Regions from separate parts of the Mus musculus genome. Here region 1 is linked to region 2. Evidence: chromatin contacts called from public ChIA-PET data. All regions are on one chromosome and are shown on one strand. Each heading gives the region's core, a stretch centred on a gene start, on an enhancer-like site or on the middle of the called end of the contact. The rest is flanking DNA. Distances are from core to core; before and after follow the strand shown.

Region 1 (6,496 bases), core at 2,617-5,116, 350 kb after region 2:
CTAATGCCACCATCTGGTTCTCTAATTCTCTGGACACCAAGCATTTAATTGTTCAGTTTGGTCGCAATGCTAGTTACCTGGAACTGAAGCCAGACTCTGTAGACTTCGGGGCTCAGTGACTCCCATGGGATCCCCTACTTCCAATGCCAGTCACAAGAGCTGGGCCAGCAGCATTTGGAGCCACTGATGGAGAGCAGAGCTTCACAAGCACTGTGGTGATAACTATCTTCAGAGGTGGGAGTGACCAGTGAGCCACTCCCTGAGGAGGGGGGGGGTAGCTTAGCCACCGTGTGGGAGCATATCTGAGGGAGGACAGGCCCACACAGCTCCTTCCTTCCTCATTCGGGTAACGGCATTCACTTGAGGTCACTGACTGCACACCAGGGTTGTGTTGAAGATCAGACCCCATGATGCTGGGGTTCTTAGCGGAGCCCGGCATCATGGATATGTTCAAGAAGCAATGGGACTAAGTATGCTTCCACCCAGGAGGGCAGCCTCAGCATCTCCCATCTCTGCAGCCATTCCTCCTTCCTTCAGTGGCTGCCCTTCCCTTTTGGGCGACATCTCTTCATGACGCCAGACAACTTCAGCAACTGTTGGCTGTTCTTTGCTCTCTCTTTCTTCAAGCCCACTTCCTGCTGCCGCCATGTTACTCTGGGGCTGTCTAACCATGGGTGACAGCATGGCTCAGAGCAGCTGTGAAAGGAAGTCCCTGTCTCTCCAGGCATAGCTTTCCCTTGTCCTCTCTGCAGAGCCACTCCTGGAGCTACCTGGGGCTTTCTAGTGGCTACCCTGCTTCCTCTGCCTAGAACTTTCTCCATACCCTCTTTGGCAGGCCTCCCACAGCTTCATAAGGAAGGCCTCCAAGCTCCATATACAGAAGGGACACACCCAAGGGAAGCAACAAATGGGTCATAGCCACTACAGGCCTGATATGATGCCAGGGTTCAGATCTGGCTTCAGAACTTGGCTGTGCCACTTGATGTCAGTCACACCCCGGTCTCAGTTTTCTCATGGCTAACATCACTAAGAACACATACAATGGTTATGAGTACTACTCTGTACTGGCAACTGTGCTAAGGCCCAATCAGAAATCTTCAGGACAGTCCTGGGCACAGGCATTACCAGCTTTGCGATGTGTGGCCATGACAGAGGTTAGAAAGAAGCGAGTCAATAGCACCAAGCATACAGACACCCAGACAGCAGTCCCTCCCAGCTCTGCACTGTCAGAACTGGAAAGCATTTACAAGAACTGGGGACCTCTGAGGAAGTGGCTGTTTCTGAAGGCTGGCACTGTGATCTCGGCATGCTGGACCCTCACAGATGTCTGAGAGGGACCTCCTGATTTATCAGGCATTGGTGGTGAGAAGGTTGAGATTCTGCTGTGGTGAGGTCTTAATTCTGAGAACGTCTCCACGAGCAGCCCCCAGCTCACAGGGACCTGCTCGGTTGCCCAGTGGGAAGCACTCTTTGTGGTAGAGAAGACTGGTGGGCTTGGGTTTAGTGTGGTGATGGGCACACACACACAGCTCTAACAAAAGTCTAGAATGGACAGGCACTCATCAGCACGCTCTCTGGAGCATCTTAGAATTTAAAAGCTGCAGACTCTCATACCTAAGTATTATTGGTTAATGTTTCTGACAGGAGGCAAGGGTGCCAGGAGAGGTCAGGTGATTGACTGGGAGTCACTTAGCTGCAAAGCGGTTGTCCTATAACTCCAGGCCTGGGGCTCTGGTCCCTCAGCATGCAGGCCTTGTTGCCTGATACACCCTCCCCAGAACATGGTCAGGCCTGTCTCTGTCTCATGATTTCCTTCAGAGAGCCCTGGAGTTTGAAGACAGGAAAACAACTACCAGCTTGGGTAGGGTGTGGAGAAACAGCAGCCAGGGGAGAAAAGGCTGGGAAGTGATGGGGGTAAGCTTAGTGACTGTGGTTCCTGATCTCTCTGGACACCAAGCTGATACCCAGAAAACTCTCCTACAGTCAAGTGGCAGAGATGGGAGGAGGGCCCATGGGGTCCTAGGCAGTGGACTCTCTTCCTTCATGGGCATTAACCCACTCTTCCTCCAGCATCAAAGCACTTGAAATGAGGGCTCCTTTTTATAAATGAGGAGGTTGAGGTTTTGAGGTGTTAAATATTTAGCTTAATATCTAGACTCTCTATCCATTCATCCATTTATCCATCCATCCATCCATCCATCCATCCATCCATCCATCCATCCATCCATCCTTCTATTCATCCAGGCATCCATCCATCCATCCTTCTATTCATCCATGCATCCATCCATCTATCTATCCATGCATGCATGCACCCATCCTTCTACCCATCCATGCATGCATACATCTATGCATCTGTCTGTCTGTCTGTCTGTCTGTCTGTTTGTCTGTCTATCTATCTATCCATCCATCCATTCTTCTATTCATCCATGCATCCATCCATCTATGCATCCATCTATCTATTCATGCATGCACCCATTCTTCTACCCTTCCATGCATGCATGCATGCATCCATCCATCATGCATGCACACCTCCATCTATCCATCCATCATGCATACATGCATGCATCCTTCTCTTGACTCATTCATTGTAGCCCACATTTGCCAAGTACCGGACAGAGCTCCTCCAACTAAGATAAACTTGGAAGTGCCCACCTTCCTACAGCCTAGTGTGTTGTAAAGCACAAAGGTCTCCGGGACCTCTGTAATTTTTCCCTATGAATCTAGCTGGCCAAGCCAATGCACAGAATTATTGCAGGGTGCACTGATGGTGCAGCCTTTTCTAGATTGGACTTCACTCTGCTGATTACCAGTCTCCACTTCCTCATCTGTGTAATGGAGGAAAACGGAATAATCCTTGTGGGGATGCTGGCAATATTTTAAAAGACAATCTGGAGGGAGCAGGAGAGATGGCTCAATGCTTCAAGCACTTGCTGCCCTCATATAGGACTTACAGAGTTTGGTTCCCAGCACTTACATGGTGACTCACATCTGTCTGTGACTCTAGTTGCAGGGTATTTGATGCTGTTTTCTGGCCTTTTGGGGCACTGCATGTACAAGGTGCACATACATACATACATACATACATACATACATACATACATGCAGGCAAACATTAAGACACATACCAAAAAAAAAAAAAAAAAAAAGGTCACAGTGAGTAGGGCTGGGAAGTGGCAGTGCATGCCTTTAATCCCAGCACTTAGAACACAGAGGTTTCTGTGAGTTCCAGGTCAGCCTAGTCTACAGAGCAAGTTCCATGATAGCCAGGGCTACACAGAGAAACCCTGTCTCAAACAAACGAACAAAAATGTAGTGGGTATAAAATCCCTTAGAGTCTCACTGAATGCTGGAGAGAGACTTCCCCAGGCAGTGGCAGATTTGACTTTCAGCTGTAACTATCAGTCTTGTTCTCCTGGTCTGGAGGGTGGGGAAGGGTACTATGAGTGGAACATGTGTTTTAGCAGAGGTAGCTTGGGGTCAAGGACTACCACACGTCTTACCTAACATCTAATCAGCCCTTGTTCAGGGCCTACAGTTTCAGCTGTTGGTTTATGGCACCAAATGTATTTTTAAATTCTTGTTGATCAGAAACCAGTTCCAAGTAAATGGAGCAGAACTTATGGTGGTCTTTCCATCTGAAGAATCCCAGGCTGCCACCCACCGAGGGCCATCAAGCCTTCTTGCTGTCCCTACAGGTTTGTGTGCAGGGTCCCAAGCTGTCCCTGGTGCTGGCCACACTAGAAATGGAAAACCTGGCAGGGAGTCTGAGGGTCAGATGCCTGGCAGAGAAGTCCTTACCAGAAGAGAAGAGGAAACTTCAGAGCTGATCTCTCTTCTTGTGGTTACCAGAGCAAAGACAAGGGACTGTCCCCTCTCACTTCATCCCCCCCCTTCTCTGTCCTCTCCCATGCCACAAACACACCCAAAGTTGCATAGATGTCTGTTGCAACCAGATGAGTGCCCTGCAACAAGTGGGCTTCTATTAAGATAAGAAGGGAATCCTCCCCCACAACCTCCTGTAGGGCCAGGCTACTCACCTACTGACACAGTAGAACGCAATCAGTCTGAAGATGTCCTCAAACACAAGAACTGAGCCTTCCAGGTACAGTACTGGGGAGAGACAAAAAAGGCCCTAGTAAGCATCCTCTAATGACAAAGGGGAGAGCTAACTGTTCTCCTCGATCTGGAAGGTGGCACATGCCAGCCATGTTCTCTGTGGGTCCCGGCACCTCCCACAGGACCCCACTATGTATCAGCTGCCAACCACAGTGAGAAATGGAGCTCACGGTGTCGATGTGCTGAGAGTTCAGGGGTTAAATGGCTGTGGCTGATATCAACGAATACACATTCACACATTCATCATTTTTGGTGAACAGGATTCTAAACGGAGAGTAGTTACAGATGTATAGCCAATTGCAAATGACAGTCTCAGTATGCACTGGCTTCCATGATGCCTAAATCAGGCCCACGACCACGTGCCTACCATATTTTGTTCCCTGAACTGAGGCGTCTACACTGGACTTCCCTGGGCCTCAGTATGCTGATGAACGTGTGAACTGAGTTGTTCTTGTATCTTTTCCATGCAATAGGAGCAAAATATGGTCCAAGTGGTCTTCCAAACTTAGCTTTGAACCCGGAACTGATAACCTGGCTCTGCAAGAATCCCTTTCCTGCTCCATGCCTCAGTTTCTCCCACCCTCCAAGGGAACAGCCCTTTCAATCTAAATATAGAGTCCTCTAGGTGATACCAGCCTGCTACCTAGTTTGCGAAGCCTAGGCCAGTTTTACACAGGTTTGGAGGTTGGAGAAGAAGGGCAGAGATTGACATAGATCAATATAGCAACTGCTTCCTCTTCACCCTGTAACCTAAGCACTGTTCTCAACAGCTCAGGCCACCTTAAAAATTTAATATTTGCCTATTTATGACAAATAGGTTGTGGCTTCCTGTTTGGTTAGATATAAGTATTTATGAAGAGATTAAAAAAAATCCTGCTCCTGATATTTCCACCCTCTGGGAATGTTGCTGGGGCTCCATCTCATAATCTTGAGGCTCTCCTGTCTATATTCTTATTATTTTCAAACTATGTTCATGGGCCTCCTCCCTAGAGGTCAAAAAGGGTGCCCTGAACCACAACCTGCTGGAATGTAGAACATGGAAGTAAGTATGAGAGAAATCATTTGTTCCAGGGCTTATATCTGGTACTGTACCTGCCTGGGGGCTTGCATGTGTGTCTGGCATTACATCACTGTGGCAAGAGCATGTCTCTATGAGCTTGTTGCACATAGCCTGTCTGTGCCTTAGTGTCTATAACTGTAAGCCAGGGTTACAAGTGTACCCATTTTCCAGGGCTGAACTGTGGCCCCCACAAAGATGCATTAAAGTCCTGATGCTTAGAACATGGCATGTGAACTTATTTGGAATGTTTGGTGTCCTTTCTATAAGAAGGCTTTGTGAGTAGACAGAACACCAAGGCACAGAGAAGGAATGACCATGTGAAGACGGGGCGGAGCCTGGAGCTGGGAGACCAGGAAACACTTGGGTCTAAGGCCTCAGAAGTAACCAGCCCCACCCCACCTTTGTTTAAGGTGTCTGGCCCCCAGAACCGTAAGAGAGTAAGTTTCTGTTGCTGAAAGTCATCTAGTTTGAATCCTTTGTTGCAACAGGAAGGAAAGAACACACCACCTTTTAAGTATGAAATAACGCAATTCTCAGGAGCTGCTTCTGATAGCCCAGGGAACTTCAAAATAATGGTAATGGCCCTGAATGGCAGTTTTAGCAGGTAAGACAAACAGAGAGGCCGTTGGTAGTGGGAGGATTCCATGCTACACATGGTTGCATGGAAGCAATAGGCTAAGTGGTGGGGGGGACCCTTTTCCCTCAGTTCTATGGTGTACTCCTCAGTCCTACCTCCTGTCTCTGCCCTTTGAGCCTGCAGGGCTCTCAGCCCTCAGTCTACCCTCTACTCCTAGCTTTGTTTATTTTCTCATTCTCATCGCTGCCTCTGTAGGGCCACACAGAGGCAGCGCTATGGGAGCCTTGGCCAGGTACCAGGTATCTTGGGGACCAGCAAGAGATCAGGGGCATCTTGCTTTCCTGCCTATGTGTCCAGCGTACAACTGGGCCATACACATAGCCAAGGTCCACAAAGAACAGGGTAGAATGGGTCTTCTGGTGTGTGAGCATACCCTGTCTGAGAGAGGATGGTTGCTTAGGCTGGTGTGTGTGTGAGCCTGGGTGGGGGAGAGGTGGTAGAGTTGGGGAGGTTGGAATGAGGGGTTCTGTGCTAAACCATAAACGGCTTATTTAGCAGAGTTCAGCAGCACTGTGCATGTTTACGCTGTTAGGCAACATGAGGTTTCCTCTAGATGTGGTGAAACATTCTTAAATGGTGTGACGGTTGCCCAACTCTGAACACACTAACACCACTGAATTATATGTTTTAAATGGCCAATCATACGATACCCAAACACAGTGAATAGACATGCCCGAATGAAG
Region 2 (6,727 bases), core at 854-3,353:
CCAGGACTCAATGGTTTGTATGTCTCTGCCTTACTCATCTTGGGACTACAAGGCCGGCACTACCCCGCCACACCCTGGGTTCCCTGCTTGTGTGGAAGGAAGGAAGGAACTCCAGCAGGGATCCTGAACCACCCAGACACACAACTCCAGAGAAACCCACAGCCTGTGCCAGGGTGTGGGAATTTCTACTGTTGACTTCAGCAGTGAGGCACTGGCCATCGTCTGCTCCCTAACCCCTTTCTTTTCACCTTCTTGGACTTCCGGTCCCCATTTCTTCTCTCAGTTCTAGGTTGGCCATGATGTTCCACAGAAGCGATCTTCCTCAGGCACAGAGCTGAATGGGTGCAGTTACACTTTGTCTTCTGGCTTCCATGGTCCAGGATACAAAGTCCCTGCTTTCCAGAGCCATGTGGGTTCTCTAATCCTCTTCCATCCTTTTCTCCAATTAAAGAAAAATTAAACTCACTAGATCTTATTTAAAGAAGCACCCAGGCTCCACAGTAGGGGAGCAACTGAGCTCCACTCTGGCAACAAGGAAAGATGGGAAGTCACTGCCAAGGAGCAGAGTGGAACATCTGTGGGTGGAGAATTTCTGAGCAAAACCACCAGGGCTCCTGGGATTCTGGCTCAATTTACTTGACAGGATTATTATTATTATTTACATTTATTTATTTGTGTGTGTATATGCCACAGCATGAGTGTCAGTCAAAGGAAAACATGGACTTAGTTCTCTCCATCTACGCTGTGGAGAATAGAACTCTCGTTGTCAGGTTTGGCCACAAGTACCCTTACCAGCTGAGCCATCTCAGCAGCCCCACTTGACAGCATTCTTACTGCAGACAGGCCGCAGTGATCTGATACCAGGGATGGCGAACTTTTCTGACTCAGGAGGTTTCTTGCTAAAACTGAACCAAGGGGGACCAAGGACACTGCCCAAGGTCAGGATCTAAGCCGGAAAAAGGGACTTGGTGTAACTCCTCAAGTCTGGTCAAGGCCCGTTTCTGTCACTTTACTAACAGCTTTCATTTCTTCAAGCCTTTTCTCATCTCAGATCTTCAAAAATTGTCTTTATTTCCAAAGCCAGATAAAATGTCTTTCTTTACACACGGGAACCCATTTTTTTTTCCCTGTCTGTGTCTGGGGAGAGCCTCCAATTTCTCCTCCCAATGCCTAAAGCATAGGCTGGAGATGGCTGGAATGCTAAGTACTGTCCCATAGGCCGGGGTAGAGCAGGTGGCTCAGAGGATCCAAAGCACTAAGTCAGACGCCGAGCTACGTCCCTTCACCTAGCAAAGAAAAGGCTCTCCTGAAGATGCTATGTGCACTCTGGCTGCTTCTCTCCCTCCGCTGAAAGGGACCCCAGAGTGTGAACCTGGGGCAGTTGTGGAGATAGTACAGGACAATTGCAACGAATTGCCTCTGGGGGCAATCCCCGCTGTGCTGCCAAGGAGCAACGAAGCCCAGTGGTTTGGCCGCCCTCCAAGATAGACACAAGGCGCCCACACCACGACTCCCTCACCCCACTCTGCCCTGGCCACCATCCAGCACCCCGCCACTAGCGGCGGCGCCTTTAAGACTCATTGGCGCCCCCTGGCGGTAACCGGCGCTTCCTCCTCCGGGAGCTCTGCCCCAGGCCCCGCGTGTGCGTGGCGTGTGCGCGGGCGCTGGGGCAGGAAGGGCGGGGGACACGGCGGCGCGCTCCCCGAGGGGGTCCCCGCGCGTCCGAGAGGCACGCGCGGGCGAACCCTCGCCGCGGGAGGGCGTGCTCCAGCTCGGGCTCGAGGCTCGGGTGCGGTCTCGGGCGGCGGCCCGGGATCCCTAGAGTCCTCGAGCGGCGCACGGTGCTGCGGGGCGCACGTCCCTGCGCGGGCGAGCCCCGCGGGGCGGAGGGGGCGGGGCGGCGGCGGGGCGCGCCCACCCGCGGGGCCCAGCCAGTGGCGCGGCGCGCTGAGCCTCCGCCCCCCAGCCGCCGCCCCGCCCCGGCCCGCCCCGCCCGCCGCCCCGCCCGGTAGGACCGCGCGCTGAAGCCCGCTCCGCGTCCCCGCCGCCGCCGCCGGAGGAGGTGCCCGCACGCTCGCGGCGCGCGCCGGCCCCACACGCTCGGCCTGTGGGCAATTTCCTCCGGACCCAGGCTCCCGGGCCGAGGAGGAAGAAGATGCAGACCTTCCTGAAAGGGAAGAGAGTTGGCTACTGGCTGAGCGAGAAGAAAGTCAAGAAGCTCAATTTCCAGGCCTTCGCGGAGCTGTGCAGGTGAGGAGGGACGCGGCTTGGGGACCCCCGCGGCCCGAGCCTGGTTACCCTCGGCGGGCGCGGGGCAGACGACGGCGACCCGGGAAGGAGCGGCGCGCGCTGAGGGCTGGTTCGGAGCAGCAAGGTGGCCGCGGGGGGCCGCGGGCTGTGTCCGAGGGGAGCGTGGCCGCTGTGGGCGTTGGGTTCGGACCGCGGCTCTCAGGTGCACTGGGGTCGTGCCGGGAGATCCCTGGCCGTCCAGGGTGGTGGGACCCGGGAAATCGGGGAGTCCACGCCAGCAGTCAGGGGTTAGAGGGTACTTTTGGACTGGTGTGTTTTTCTTCCTCCCTCTTCTTCCCCTTAGTAGAGCAGGATACCGGCGTTTGTGTGGAGCCTACTACGTGCCTCGCGTGTGCACGGCTCCTGAAGCTGTCATTGCATATCAGCCGGCTTAAGCCCAGTTGAAATGAGTAGCGATACTTGGCTTGTCTGTGGTGATTTGCTGTCTCATTAGAGCCTCGCAGCAGCCTCGCAAATTAGCCAGGATGGTGATTCTGGGCCACGTGTCTTAGAAGAGGGACACCTACCAGCAGAGAGGTGGGGTACCTGCCTTGTAGTCCCAGGGCCAAGGAGTGGCAGAGCATAGAAAGTGATGGGTGGACCCACGTAGGGTAGAATTGTCTTCTGCCATTCCGGCTGAGCACCTCGTTCTCCCTGCGCTGGTGCTTCAGTGGCAGAGACCGAGGGCTTTGATGGAGCTTGCTCTTAATACATTACAGAAGTGCTGGGTTCCTAGAGTCAGGTGTGCCTTGCCTCTCCGCAGAGCTATTGGTTACAGCTTCTCAATGAAAGCCTAAGAGAATCCAGCCCCCACACCCCATCCCCGAAGCCTTTTGCAAACTCCGGGTGGAAACCTTTTGTTAGGTAGTCTTTTCACTTAGTAGATTTGACTTTTGAAAATGGACTTCACTTGTAGTTCCATCCCTGGTGGGTGCCCCGAATTTTGGAGAATTGAACAGTTGGGCTTCCATTATCCCTTGGTGCACAGGGGTTAGTTAGCAGTCTGAGCTGGCACATAGAGGCCGCCCTGGCAGCACTGCCTTGCCCCTCATGGCTGTCCAAGAGCCTGCTGCTTCTCTGCCCCAGGCAAGCCTTACAGGCCCTCCTTGACCACAACTGGATGGGATAATGCCTATTTATAAGGGGGCCCTGGTTCTGCGCCCCTTATAGTTCCCTTGTGGGTTTGGCTGAGTCTCCCAGACAGGCCTCTTAGGAGAAAGCAGGCTTTTCACGGTCGGCAGGGCGTTCAGTGCAGCCCAGAATTCACAAGAAAATCAAGAGGAACTCGAGCCAGAGCTTTGGAAAAGCCCAGGGCTTATGGAACTTTTTTTTTTTTAAAGGACAGTTGGACGTTTGTACCATAAATAAACACACTGAAAAGGTTGCCCTAGACAGCAGAAAAATTTGGAGAAGCCCCTCTGTCGTGTTCTGGAAGTCCAGTTCTGACTTGAGGGGACCACAGCTCCCCCTGCTGTCAAATAATTCTTGGGAAACCCCAGTTCATCCCTTGCATCCTTGTTATTGATAGCAATCTGGGTTTGTGTCACCCTTTATCTATACCCGAGGCTTGTCCTTGGCCTGGTGTGCTTTATTCTGTAATTAGCAGGCTGTAGCAGAAGACTCCTAGCAGAGACTTAAGGGTTGAGGACCGACTCCCAGACCTGCCGGTTGGCTTGCCCTTCCTGTGGGCCCTCCCTCCTTTAAAGAGGCGCGGGGTGGGGGTGGGGGTCTCAGGGAACCCGGGGTGCGGAAATCTTATTGAGCATTCATTTCTCAGGAAGGGTGGCTGAATTCAAGGTCTACTTGCCTTCCTTTGCCCAAGTGTTGGCTTCGGAGGGATGGCAGAAAGTCTCTGGGCCGTTCCAGCAGCTCAGGAATCCTACTGTGCGTTTTTATTAGTATAGCTTTCGATGCTTTGTAGCTGAAGCTTAAGAAGGAAAAGAAAACACCAGAAAGAGTTTTTCTGTTGCTTCTTCACTTTCAGGACAGAGCCCCCTGGTGGCCACATTGTTAACTAAACAACTGTTGAGATAGTGACCCCTCCCCCCACCCCCCTCCACTGTGTTTTGTTTATTGTGAATGCTGGAGTGGTCTAAGTGGCCCCGGAGACCCTGTGAATGGGCGTCGTCCTGTTCTTGACATTCAGAAGCTGGGGGTGCAGTGCTCGTGTATTGATGGATGGTGAATTGTCTGTGAATTTCCTGACAAAAAGGGCCAGGGATGTTGGGAAATGACTTGAACTGTGCTCCAAATGTGCATCCATGAGGACTGCTCAACTGCCCTGGGATGAGTGGTTTAGCTGATGGTCGGGCCTTGTAAAAATCCTTTCGCAGGGATTCATCTCACTGGATTTACAGACCGGGGGTGGGGGTGGGGTCGCGGGTGCCAGAGAGAGCATGGTCCATATGTCTCCTTTCCATTAAGAGCTCCCAGTCCATCCCTGAGACCTTGACCTCCCCTTTCAGTCACTCTTACCCTTGCTAATGTCCAGCTGTTGCTAATTGTCTCTAGGGATGCTTTCCTTTTTGAGGTCAAGCTATGCCCTCTGCAGTGTACCAGGTTCTGTTTTTTTTCTGAGGAGAGTGCGCAGGGCCCTTCCATAGGCAGTTGGAGCCAATTCCTGGCAGGTGCCCTACCTATCATAGGCAGGTACAAAAGCCAACCTTTTAAATATGTGCCCTGATAGCATGGGGCCTCTGGCTAGCCAGCCGATGGGCTTTGAACTAACCTGTTTCCAGAGGCCTTGTTTATTCCCACCCCTCCTTGGTGTCTCCTCCCAAGTACAGGAATATGTTCTGGCTAAGTTCCTTTACCCTTCGAACCTGCCTCTGCCCCTAGCTAGAAGTGACCTGGAAGCTCCCTCATCCCTCCTGATGTGGCTTTTTTAAGATGGGCAGTCAAGGTTCCCAGGGGAAGTGGAGAAACGGGAGGTTGGGCCTTGGGGAGTGCTCAGCTGAGGGTAGCTGGCTGGCCTGCGTTTCCTTCTTTGGTGGTTAAACCTCTCCTCCATCTCCTCTCCTTCCCCTCTGTTTCTAGGAAGCTGCGTTGTAGGTGGAAGACCCTTTGGTGCAAGGTGATGGGGAGCCTTGCCTGTCTTCTGTAATTTTTGTTTACTTTGAGACATTTTCACTCTCTAGCCCATTCTGGCCTCAAACACCCGAAGACCTTCCTGCCTCAGCCCCCAGTGAGTGATAGGATTAAAAATGTAAGCCACCACACCCAGCTTTCCACTGTAGATTTTAATGTGTCTCGTCTCATACAAGCTCTCTAATAGAAATGGGGAAACCAAGGCTTGGGACCTACCTGTGAGGGACTCTGGCATCAGTTGGAAGGCTTATGTGAGCTGGGCCCGAGTCTTTACTGGAGAAAGCTGCCTCCGTGTTTGTCCAGTGTCCTTGATAGGCTAAGATGAATCATTGTGGAGGCTCCTGCAGCCGCATATCTAGGGGGCTCTTGTGCTTGAGAAACCTGGAGGCCATCTGGTCTACCTCAGCTTTTGGGGAAATGGGCTCACAGAGACATCTCGGACCAAGTTATCTCTGTGTCCTAACCTGCCAGGACCCCTGTTTATACAGGTTTCAGAAGGGACCCAGGACTTTGTTGATACTCAGGCGCACCGAGCGCTGTCTGGAGTCTGGGGCTGGTATTAGGCAGTAGATTGAAGTACAGTGTAGTGCTGGTTCGTGGCGCTTGGAATTTGGTGCCTGCAATAACCTGGTTTTGGAGAATGCTTCTGGGCCTGTCTCTTCCCCAGGACTGTATATTCCCACCTCACCCCACCCCCATGATTTGAGACAGAGTCTCACTATGTAGCCTAGGCTAGCCTTGAACTTTTGTTCCTTCTGCCCTGGCCTCTTCCCTCGTGTTGGGTTTCTAGGTATTCCCAAGCGCACCCGGCAGTCTTCTTCGTTTGTGTTTACGCTAGAGAATCAAACCTGTGCGTGATAGGCAAGTGCCGCTAAGCTACACCCCCGACCCTATTTTATCCTTTAAAACAAAGCCATCTGGAGGCTGCTTTCTGCTGAAATAGCTTCGTATTCTGGGCTGCAATTCTAGGCGATTCTGCAGGGGGAGAGAAGAGGCTCGTTACCAGGATTGAATGGTGCTGGTCTGTAGCCCGGCATTTTTCTGTGTATTTTAGTAGCTGGCTTTGCTATGACCTCAGAGCTGTGATAGAGAGAGGCATCCTGAGTCAGGTTCAATTTACAGCAGCCCATGAAAAATGTAACCCAGCCTTGCAAATAAATCTCTTTCTCCAGCTCTTGGGTACAGACTAGACCTGCTGTGGGGGTAGATAGATGTCTTTGGTTAAAAACTGCCTAGGTTTCCAAGGCTGGGTTCACAACTGACCATCCATGTGATGCCCATTTGGCTTTGTAGATTTAGTGACCTTGGACTAAGTTTTTGCGGGTACGGTCTGTGATCATTGCTAACTGAC

The links. ChIA-PET counts read pairs in DNA pulled down with a chosen protein or histone mark.
Region 1: an RNA polymerase II ChIA-PET map of memory CD8 T cells shows a contact between it and region 2, with 18 read pairs. The contact joins the enhancer-like site here to the promoter of Itpk1 in region 2. A contact is called at or near these places in 2 of 484 Hi-C or Micro-C datasets (neutrophils and pre-megakaryocyte-erythroid progenitors) and 1 of 115 datasets of contacts at active chromatin or transcription factors (memory CD8 T cells).

The regions. Positions count from the first base shown.
Region 1 is chr12:102,348,496-102,354,991 of GRCm38.p6, reverse strand. Rin3 (Ras and Rab interactor 3) reads right to left here. Exons shown (of 10, transcript NM_177620.4): 4 at 4,038-4,110. Among named protein-coding and RNA genes, the nearest start is that of Rin3, 69 kb to the right of the region's middle. Within about 2 kb of position 3,866, at least 33 of the 459 cell types and tissues checked have an H3K27ac peak or open chromatin away from gene starts, as enhancers often do. A contact at or near this core is called in memory CD8 T cells and pre-megakaryocyte-erythroid progenitors, where this site is marked.
Region 2 is chr12:102,700,245-102,706,971 of GRCm38.p6, reverse strand. Itpk1 (inositol 1,3,4-triphosphate 5/6 kinase) reads left to right here and starts at 2,103. Exons shown (of 10, transcript NM_172584.3): 1 at 2,103-2,250. The coding sequence starts at 2,156.